Regions from separate parts of the Oryctolagus cuniculus genome. Here region 2 is linked to region 1. A link is a contact called in public Hi-C data. All regions are on one chromosome and are shown on one strand. Each heading gives the region's core, a stretch centred on a gene start, on an enhancer-like site or on the middle of the called end of the contact. The rest is flanking DNA. Distances are from core to core; before and after follow the strand shown.

The links. A called contact is a pair of places that touch in the nucleus more often than the background predicts.
Region 2: a contact with region 1 is called in a Hi-C map of skin fibroblasts, with 6 times the contacts expected there. The contact joins the enhancer-like site here to the promoter of ENC1 in region 1. A contact is called at or near these places in 5 of 6 Hi-C or Micro-C datasets (ear pinna, embryonic fibroblasts, psoas muscle and 2 more).

Annotation. Positions count from the first base shown.
Region 1 is chr14:36,274,687-36,279,650 of mOryCun1.1, reverse strand. ENC1 (ectodermal-neural cortex 1) reads right to left here and starts at 2,211. Exons shown (of 3, transcript XM_002721113.5): 1 at 1,928-2,211.
Region 2 is chr14:37,084,192-37,089,155 of mOryCun1.1, reverse strand. ARHGEF28 (Rho guanine nucleotide exchange factor 28) reads left to right here. Exons shown (of 29, transcript XM_017350622.3): 23 at 541-672; 24 at 2,922-3,022. Among named protein-coding and RNA genes, the nearest start is that of ARHGEF28, 100 kb to the left of the region's middle. Within about 2 kb of position 2,340, at least 1 of the 8 cell types and tissues checked has an H3K27ac peak or open chromatin away from gene starts, as enhancers often do.

The DNA.
Region 1 (4,964 bases), core at 962-3,461:
AATGACTTACCACAGAGTCATCGGCTAGAATGTGAAACTGCACTTTCCTGACCAGCTGTGAGGCACACAGCACAGAAGGGAAGAGCCTAGAACACAATAAAGGCAGGTGCCTAACATGCCTCAGACAAGCCACATACCATCAGGTGATGCAACTTGCTTTCCTTTATTTGGGGCATGTAACTTTTTGGGCTGGGTAAACAGGGCTTAGTGGAAGAAAGTAACAAGAGTCCAAGAGTCCTCCAGTAGCCAGGGAGGGAAGACTTTCTTTACAAAGAACCAGAAGCCTCCACAGTGAGAAAGCTTAGGAAAAATGACAAGCAGCCAAGGGTTACTCCCACTTCAGGCTAAGCCCCACTGTCTAGTCCATTTTAATGCACTGCAGAAGAACCCACCTGAACCTCTGTGAATGCACCAGGTACCCAAAGTATTATAGCACATATTAGCATCCCTGATGATCCACCACTCCTGCAGCTGTCACTTGAATTACTTACTTTCAGCTTGGAATATTCTGAGGAACACTGCGAGCCTAAACCTCACAAGATGATCTAAACACTCCTGTGTAGCCAGCTAAAGAAGGGAGCCCAGTGCCATGGACTCACGCTGGACCACCAAGGGTTTTCCTGCATATTAGACTCCCGGTGTACACAACAGTTACAATTCAGTTTGCATTTCAGAAAACAGTTTGCTTAAAAGACCTCAGGATACAGGATCTGCATCTCCGGGCTCTGCTCCTGTCTTCCAGGTTGGCCCAGAGAGCCAGAGGCAAGACACTAGCCTGTCATCTTGGATACCATCCAGATGGAAAAGCATACCACAGTCAGAATCTTAACATTCTGGCAGGAATGTATGATTAAAATAAAACATAAACGCGAAGGCTCAGGGGAAATGACTTGCTTTCTGGTTTAGAATTATGCAAACATGAACATATCAGGAGACAGGACTGAAGCCACTAAATACACCTTCATCAAAAAAGGAATCATCCTTGCAGCATTTTTTAAAGCCCCCAGAGACATATTTGCATACCAAGTGAGTGGCGACGACACGCACACATATACTTAACCTGCGTCTACAAAGGCAGAAAAGGGCTGCTATTACTGTGAACATCAAAAGGGCTTCTAGTTACAGTACGCTCGGTTCACGCAGTGCTTATGCAGGCTCCCTGTCTCCCACACGCCAGCAGGCTCTCCAGATTTTCAACCTGATCTCGACCCAATCAAAGGAGAAAGCGGGCAGATTTTTCTCGGACTTCTGCGTCATTGCTAACAATGGGTCAACATTATAAAAATCTTGTTCACACACACAGCTTTCGCCATATAATCCTCTGTAATAGTCGAAAGGCTACTTAACTCGCCGGCCAAGCCCGTGAGGGCAACGCCAAACTCCAAGCCTAACAAGTTCAATGTTTCATCTCTACCCCGCCCACCGATTCCTATCCTTTGAACCTGGTAAGGGAACACCAAAAGCCGACTGCTCGCACAGGAAAAACACTAGTTTTGCAGAAACCAGTTTTCATTCATTTCCTGCAGACATTTCTACCCCCCCCCCCACCGCGCCCGTGAACGCGCTCGCACTAGGGGTGTCTGGTTCCAGCTCTCCCCCGAGACCGGTAGGGCGCAACGTGGGCAAACCAGCCCTCGTGCTGAGCCCTGGAGGCCGCAGACAGCGAGACTGATCTTATCCCTGGCTAGGCTCCGCGATTCCCCCCGCGGCTCGCCGGAGTTTCACGCCGCGGAGAGGAAGCCGGCCGGCCCCTCCGGCGATGCCCTGCTCCGGCTTGCTGTGGTAGAGGCAGCGGCGGGCATCGGGAACAGCTCCCCCAGCCCACGCCGGGAGCCCAGAGGCCCGGCGCGTCCTCACCCCTCGCGAACACACCCCCCGCAGGCCGGGCGGCACCCGCAACAGGTCCCAGGCAGTGGAGGAAACTTACAGCGCTGGCGACTGCCTGGAGCACGACCGGCTGAGTGCTAGCCTCGGTCACGGGCGGGGAGCCGACGAAGCGGGCGTCTCAGTCCCGGGAAGCGGCGGTGGCGACTACCCGGGAGAAGCGATCGCGCATGGGGCGCCCGCCGGGGAGAGAACCGCGCCGGAGGCCGGCTACCGCTGGCGGCTCGCCTCGGCCTCACGGTCTCAGGCCGCGGACCCTGTGCCCAGGACCCGCGCGCAGCGTCTCCCGGAGCGAGTCTTGGGAGGGCAGAGCGAGCCTGCGGCTGCAGGCACCGCGGAAGGAGGCGGGCTGTGCACTGGGGGAGGGAGCCAGAAAGCGCCTTGCGCCGGGCGGCCGCCTGGCGTCTAGACCTGGTCTCCACAGCGCCACCACCGCGCCGCCGCCGCCGCCTCCCTCTCTCTCCCGGGCCGAGAGTCTGCGCCCGGCCACCGCGAGCCGGGCTATAAACGGCGCGGCGGGGAGGGGTGGAGAGAAGGAGGGGGGGGCGCGAGTGCCGAGACTGACATGGGGCTTGGGGGGGGGGGGAGGAAGCACATTAGCGCGGCGTACGGAGGAGGAGGGAGAAGGAGGAGGAGGCGGAGGAGGGAGGGAGGAAGGGGGGAGGAGACGAGGAGCAGGGGAAGAGTGTGTCGGGGGAGTTAACCGGGAGAGGAAGCCAGGGAGGGGGCTGCGGGCGGTGCAGGGAAACAAAGCGGACGCGCTCTCAGCCTTTGGCAGCTGCAGCTTTCGAGGGCCGCGAATAAAACAAGTTTCCGGGGTCGAAGTGTCTGTCTCTCAGGACCAGACTGCTGAATGGATCCCCTGGGAACTGAGCGACCCTCCGCAGGGGAGCGCGCCCCGGGCTGCCAGCGCCCACGAGATGCTCAGGACAGGCTGGCCGGGGCGAGTGGGTGTCCGCGGCACGCGCCCTGGGCGCGCACAACCAGCGCGCATGGGTAGGACAATCGGAGGGGGCACAATGACAAGGGAAGGCGCTGCAGTCTGCACACTCTGGGCACTATGCGAGTCTTGCAAGCTGGGACTAGGGGTTTCTCGCTGGCACGCGGCCAGACTCGAGCCCCGGGCGCTTTCCCGTTGTCTTCCTTCCTCACTCCGGACGGGTGCGGCGCTCGCAGCCGGACTCTGCTCCACGCCTGGCAGGAGCTGCAGCGGTCCGGGCTCTGTCCCGCGGGGGCGCGCACCACGTGCTAGGCAGCCAATCGCTGTGGCCGCTTGATTCAAAGCCAACTCAAAGGAGCTACCACGCCAGCTCCTCTCCGTAGCGTTAAAGCCTCCATTCCCTCTGTCCGACCAGGCCCCTTCTGTTTTTTTTTTTTTGTGGGCTGGTGGTGCTTGGATGGCGTTCAGTAGAGAAGTGGCTCGGGCACGCATTTAATGCCCCGCGTGCCAGGAGGGAAAGGCACGGCACAAAGTAGCTTCCTGCGGCGATGCCTTTTTATTGAATCCTGTTTTCTTTTTGCGTTAAGTGCTTGCCTTGCCACTGGGAATAAAGTATTGGAATAATAAGGTCTGGGACGACCTGCATAGATTCCTGGCCCAACCCATCCCCCTCCCGTTTCACAGGTGAGAAGACTGAGACCGAGGAAGGTGTGCCGCGCTTGGTCCCCACTCCAGGGTGAGCGCCGCACTGCCGCGTTCACCCCTTCCTTCCCCCTCCGCTTCCACCGCTGCAAGCTGTGTGTAAAACACCGGCTGCGGAAATGGTTTCCCATGGCCAAGGATGCTGCCCCTGGCGCTTTCAACAGTCCGGAGGCCTCTGCAGTCCAGGACTGTGGGTCGCTTCCTCTAATCCTACTCGCCTCCGCCCGCATTAGCTCCTGGAAGTCTGGCTGAGAAACCGCGCTCCTTGCGAAGACAGACAGTGCCCTCTGAAGTCCTTTGCTAGCATTAACTAGTCAGCCTCACCACAAGCCTTAGGAAAAAAAAAAAGTTTCACGTTACATTTGGTTATGCACAGCCTCTGCTGGAGACTTCCACCAAGTCAGAGATGGCCAGATGGAGTCCCCTGAAGAACCACGTGCAGAGCGCCTGGGAGCGGTAGAGTGGAGAGGGGAGCCGGGAGGGCCGGTTCCTAATGGGGGCTTTGGGTGGACACGCTGCCGCCGCCAGAGATGGGTGCTGAAGAGATGGGAGGGGAAATGTGCAGTATTGCAGGTAGGTCTTTTTCAGGCAGGTTTCTGTAGCCTGTGGCAAGATGTAGGGGAAGGTGATTGAGGCAGATTCCAGTGCACCTCCTAGGCAGGCTCTGTCTGTCTATCTCGGCTGTGGGTCAAAAGCAAGCATGTTGGCTTTGAAGAACAACTGTTAATGCCTTCCATTTGGGGGAAGGAGCCTGTAGGTTAAGAATCAGCACTTTTTTTTTTTTAATTAAGGAAAACTACTTCTTACTTCAGTCACTTACTGAAACTATATGGAACCGGATCTAAATGACCCTGATGCAATGGAGTATGTCCATGGCTCACTTGGTTGGCTGGGGATTTTGCCCCAAGGAAGCTGCGATGCTAGGGACAGGTCTTCTGTTTCTGTTGCCTCTTTTCCACCTGGAACCTGCAGAGAACATTTAACTAAGGAAATAGCAGAGTTCACGTCTCCTTACAAGGAGCTTTGCTAAGCAGGCATGACTGAGAAAGGAACAAAGCCCTCTGGCCACTGTGTTGTCCTCTATTAATGCCATTTTGCTGTGGCTTTTCTGCCTCCTGTGGCCACTTTCTGTGTTTCAAGAAAAGGAAAAAATAAAAAATAAAAGGCCATAGTCTGGAAAATCTTGAGATACGTTCCCTGACCATAGATATTTGTTTCATCTGCTCAGGCAGATAAGCAGCACAAGGGAAAAATAAATTAGTTTATGTAAGTTTAAAAAAAAAAACCTGGAAAGCATTTTCTTGCTGAAAGACACAGGAACAGAACTTGCATTTTGGGAAAATGTGTGCTGCCAGTGACCTCCTACATGTGCGTGGTTTGTTTGAAGCACTGTGTGAAAAGTTTTCAGGCTGTTGGGCAGTTTCTAATATTTGTCTCC
Region 2 (4,964 bases), core at 1,091-3,590, 810 kb before region 1:
CCAGGATAAGCACCTGGCTCCTGGCTTCGGATCAGCGCGGTGCGCCGGCCGCAGCGTGCCAGCCGTGGTGGCCATTGGAGGGTGAACCAAGGGCAAAGGAAGACCTTTCTCTCTGTCTCTCTCTCTCACTGTCCACTCTGCCTGTCAAAAAAAAAAATTCTCATCTGATTATTGTGTTTAAATGAACTGAACTGCAGAACGTCTTCCAGCATGCTGCATTGGAGATGTTTTTATGCAGTGGGTTTAGACTTTTTTTAATCAAGCTGGTGCTGTGTGGTATGCGGATGCTGAAAGCGTTGGTCTGGTTTGCAGGTCAGCACACTTCTGCAAAGGGCTGGTGGTAAATTCTCTGAGTGTGTGTCGGGGAACTTTGAAGGCAGGCTGTACTTGTGTGTGTGCCCTAACAATCCTTTACAAGTGTAAAGACACAGTGTAGCTCCTGGGCCTATGTAGAGGCAGGCAGGGCCCAGGTGTAGCTTGCCAACCTTTGGTCTAGATCATCTGTCTGTTGTTTACGTCTGTGTTTGTCTTTCCACCCAGCTGAGAGCCTGCAGGTTGCGGTGAAAGCGTCGCAGGTGGGAGAGGCCAGTCAGCGCTCCGAGGACAGCTGCGCAGACTCCGCCTGGACGGACGCACCTGGCTCCCAGGAGCTGCCGGGGTCACCTGCTGCCTGTAAGTGGCAGCACAGGCCTGGGGTTGAGCCAAGCACAAGGCCTGCAGCTGAGAGAGGTCCCGAAAATAAAGCCACGGCTCTGGCCCTTGCCGGGGGCCGGGGGCTAGGGGGTGGGGACTTGGTGTATTTTTTCAAATCAGAAAACGATCAGAGCCTCGCCATGCTGGCCACAAATCCACACCCTGCAGGCACCGTCCTGACGCTGCGGCTGCAGGCACGGAGCGTGCGGAGTGGCTGTGGTGTGGTCAGCCACGCGCGGTCCTTCCTCAGACCCCTGCCTCACTTCTGATGTGACGGAAGGAATGCAGTTGTGAGAGGACTTTTACACTTGTTTGATTTTTTTAAAAAAAGGGTCTTTGCATTAGTGCACAAAACTCTTCAATTTCATCTCATGTTCATTAACCAAGAAAGCATGACTCAGGAAGTGGAAACACATGGATCCTCTCTCTCTCTCTCTCTCTCTCTCACACACACACACACACACACACACACAAGTGCCAAAGGATTGTTAACCTGCATCATCATACTTTTAATTCAGGTCAGAATGCATTTATTAAAACACCATTTCAACATAAAAACAGAATCTAGAGAATTAGCTGCTCTGAACCTGATCATACTACTACATGCATATTTAGCTAAATGCTTAATTCCATAAAGTTTCCGAGGTACAAGCATAGAATTCATGCTTCTTCATGGGTGGATGGTAACCTTACTCCCACAAGGTCTTATATGCACGAGAGAAAATATCTTTCATAGCCAGAGATTAGAGGATTGAGTTTTCTTAGGACTGACTAACACAGAATAACTTGGTTAATTAAGATAAATGGAAACAGCATAGCTTTTTAATTGTAAGGTTTCTTTTTTTTTTTTTTATTTACCAGCACCAATGATTATTTTCCCTGTTCAAGTTGGGCTTTATCTACTCCTGAGTTTCTATTTCCAGAATGCGCACATATGTTTTTCATTGTGACCCAGCGGAGGTGTACTGCCCTGGGTGACTTCCTTTTAAGAGAGGAGCCTCATTATGCCACAGAGAAAAGGCCGTCTAAAAATACCGCCTGGGCTCTGCCACGCTCGGCCTCACCCCAGGGGACAGCTGGGGAGGCCTGTCTGCCCTGCAGCTGCTCCGAGCGCGTGGCGGCCCAGCCGCCCTTCCTGCAGGGCCATGGCAGTTCTCCCCTGTGTAGTCATATCTCCCCAAGACTTGGGAGAGTTGCAAAAGGACCCCGCGGCACTGCTGGAGCCGCTGAGAGGCTCTGTACCGAGCGGTCCGGCTTTGGGTAGAGGCACTGGGCAGGGGAGTGGGGTCTCGTAATCTCGTGACCCGCAGGCCTGTTCAATGTGGGCTGAGTTAGAGCCCGGGGCCCCCAGAGCTGGATTGTAGAGTTAGTTGCTGAGGGCGCTACCCGCACATCTGTGACTGCAGGCTTGGTTCTGAGTCAGGCCCTGGTCTGCTGAGGTCATAACCCCAGTGGAGCCTTCTGTTTGTGGTCCCCGAGACGCTCGAGCAGATGGATGAGTGTTTGCTGCCTCCCGGGAAGAGCTGGGCTACCTGGAGCCTCTCGTGCCTGCCTGAACCTGCCAGCAGGGCAGGGACAGAGGACCCGTCCACGGGCCATCCCCTGCCTCCACTTGGCCCGCCCGGCCCTGGATGGGGAGGAGGACATGGGGAGGGCCTTTGGCTTCTCTCTCAGAGTTGGGAAGAGTAGCAGTGGCGAAACCACTTCTGGGGAGGTGTGGCCACGCAGGGGGTACAAACGGACCGAGGTATCCGACTGATGCCCTTTGAAGTGGCCCCTGGCGTCCTAGAGAGCTGCCATCAGCCACCTCCAGCCCTCTTGGAGGGTGCATCCTGCCCTGTACTCCTCCATCTGAGCCTCCTTTCTCATCCGTTGCTCTCAGACTGGCCACCGAGGCGCACTGCCAAGAGAGCATGCTTCAGCTCTACCCACCCTCCCCACGAGGCTCTTCCCCATCACTGAACAGGAGCCCTGTGGTGCACTCTGTATGCCCCCAACAGCGCGTGGCTCCCTCAGTGCAAGCGAGACGTGGAACGGACCCGGGCTGTGTGGGGTGGGTCTCTGGGCTGACAGCATGTGAGCCCCACGTGGGTGGGGACACCTCCGAGGAGAGGACGCCACGGGCATGATTCCAGGCGGCATTGCTTTGTCAGCTGTGTGGGGGACCCAGTGGCTGGCTGCTGACTGATGTCATCTTTTTTATTTCTGTCTCAATGCTGTGCTTGCAGCGCTTGGCCCAGAGGGGGCAGAAGGAAGAGGCTGTTGGGATGAGGACGGCGGGACCCAGGGTGTGGGAACTGGCCAGGAGATCCCCGATGCGGTGGAGAAGGTATTGTCAACCACTTTGTTAGCACCCAGCACCCATCACGTCGTGTCGTGAACCAGCCTCAGGTGCCGCGAGTGCAGTGAAAGTGCTTTTCTGCATTTGTGCCCCGTGAATCGCAGCGTTCGTCTCTAGACTTTCTAACTTATCTCTCCTTCCAATGTGCTTGTTCTTCCTGTGTCATGTAGGTGTAAACACACAACCAAGAAGTCATTACCCCGGATGGGAAGCCCGCCTGTGTGTGCTGTCTGCGCTGTCTGACTTCCGCTCTTCCCTTTCTCACTGCACACCCTTGCTTGTCGCTCACTACGTTGGGAGACTTTCACTGAGCACCGGGCCTGGGCATTCGGGGCCCCTGGGCAACCGGACGGCGCTAATGTAGCGGAAGTCAATTTCCACTTTGGGATGTTCTTGCTTCTTCCACCTTCCTTGAACTTCCTCTCCTGTCAAACTGTTTTCCTGTTACCACCAGCATTTCACCTACTTTTTGTAGATTTTTTTAATCTAATCTGACCAGTTTTTGCTTGGGGCAGAATAGTTCCAATTGCATCTCGGCTTTTGACTTACTGTATATGAAGGATCTTCAAATAATTGATGGAAAATGCACACTATGAGAAAAACTGTTTGTGTGGATTTCACATTTTTTTTTCCTTTTGCATCCAAACTGTTTAGTTCCATTTTCCATAAACTTTCTGAAGTATCCCTGGTACAAAAGCTATAACTCTGTCTTTACAAATTAAATGCATAAAATGTTCTGTTAACTTCCAGTGCAACTGAGATGTCAGAAATAGCAAAAGAGTCCAAACTTGAACCTGGGAGGCAGCCAGTCGGCCGCTTGGCGTTGTCTGCAGCTCCGGAGTTGAGCTTTATCTGAAATGGAATTAGGTGCATTCCTGAGCACCAGCCTGGGCCATTGTGGGAAATGGCATATGGCAGGCCTTCTCTTATCTGTGTCACATTTGATATATTCTGTATTTTTCATATAAATTGCATATGACTGAAAAACCAAGTCCAAGGATGTAAAAAAATCCACTGAGAAGACAACTGTAACTTAGAGTTCTCTGCAGGCCGAAATGAATATGAGAATGCAGTGTTTTGCACCCCTTTTTCTGACTCAGCCTCCTGGCTTATTTCTTATTAAAATGCTCCCACTTTTCATCCTTCTAGGGCAGTCTTGCTTTTTGGTGTGACGTTCGTAGCTTGCAGCTGCTTTTATGTTGTTAGAAAGTAAGCAGGAAGGAGAAAGAGTTGTCAGGCATAGCTGAATCCGCAGAGTGGCAATGCCTCCCGCCCCTAAGGCCCCCCTTTTGTGCAGGTGAGCATCAGGGAAATTTTGCCTTGAACACATTTTGATAAATTAAACTGATACTTAGATAGGAACCACTTGAAATAAAACCTTAAAAGGTATACAGTAGGTATTTTATTATTAATTTCTGTACTAAGGTAGGGTTAAAACAAGCTTCTAAAAGAATCTTGAAAGAATATTGACTCAGTTACCCAACGAGGAGAAACACTGTGCATCACCTACACAGTTATGCACTTGCACCACAAGGTGGCAGCCCAACTCCGTTAAAAAGGTGATGTGATATTCTTGAGTATAAGTAACTACGTGTAGCACGATTTTATTCATTGTTATGTTTCCAGGTTTTATAGAGCTTAAAACTCTGTCACCTATGACCTTGGTATGAAAAACGTTATAGAATGTGGATGGGCAAGGCCAAAATCAGAAAGGAGACTGGAATTGCCCACTCAGACAGGTCCGGGCTTCTGGGTCCCAGTTGTCTTCTGTAAGGGAGGGCCTGGGACTGACGCCTCTTCGCTTTCTCTCCAGCCTTTCACTTTCTCCTCAGGGGACTGCTTAGCAATGCCATGTCTGATTAGTGGTGTGAGGAAAGAGACCTAGTAGGCTCCTAATGGCATCATCAGCCTGAACGCATCCCATTCAGCC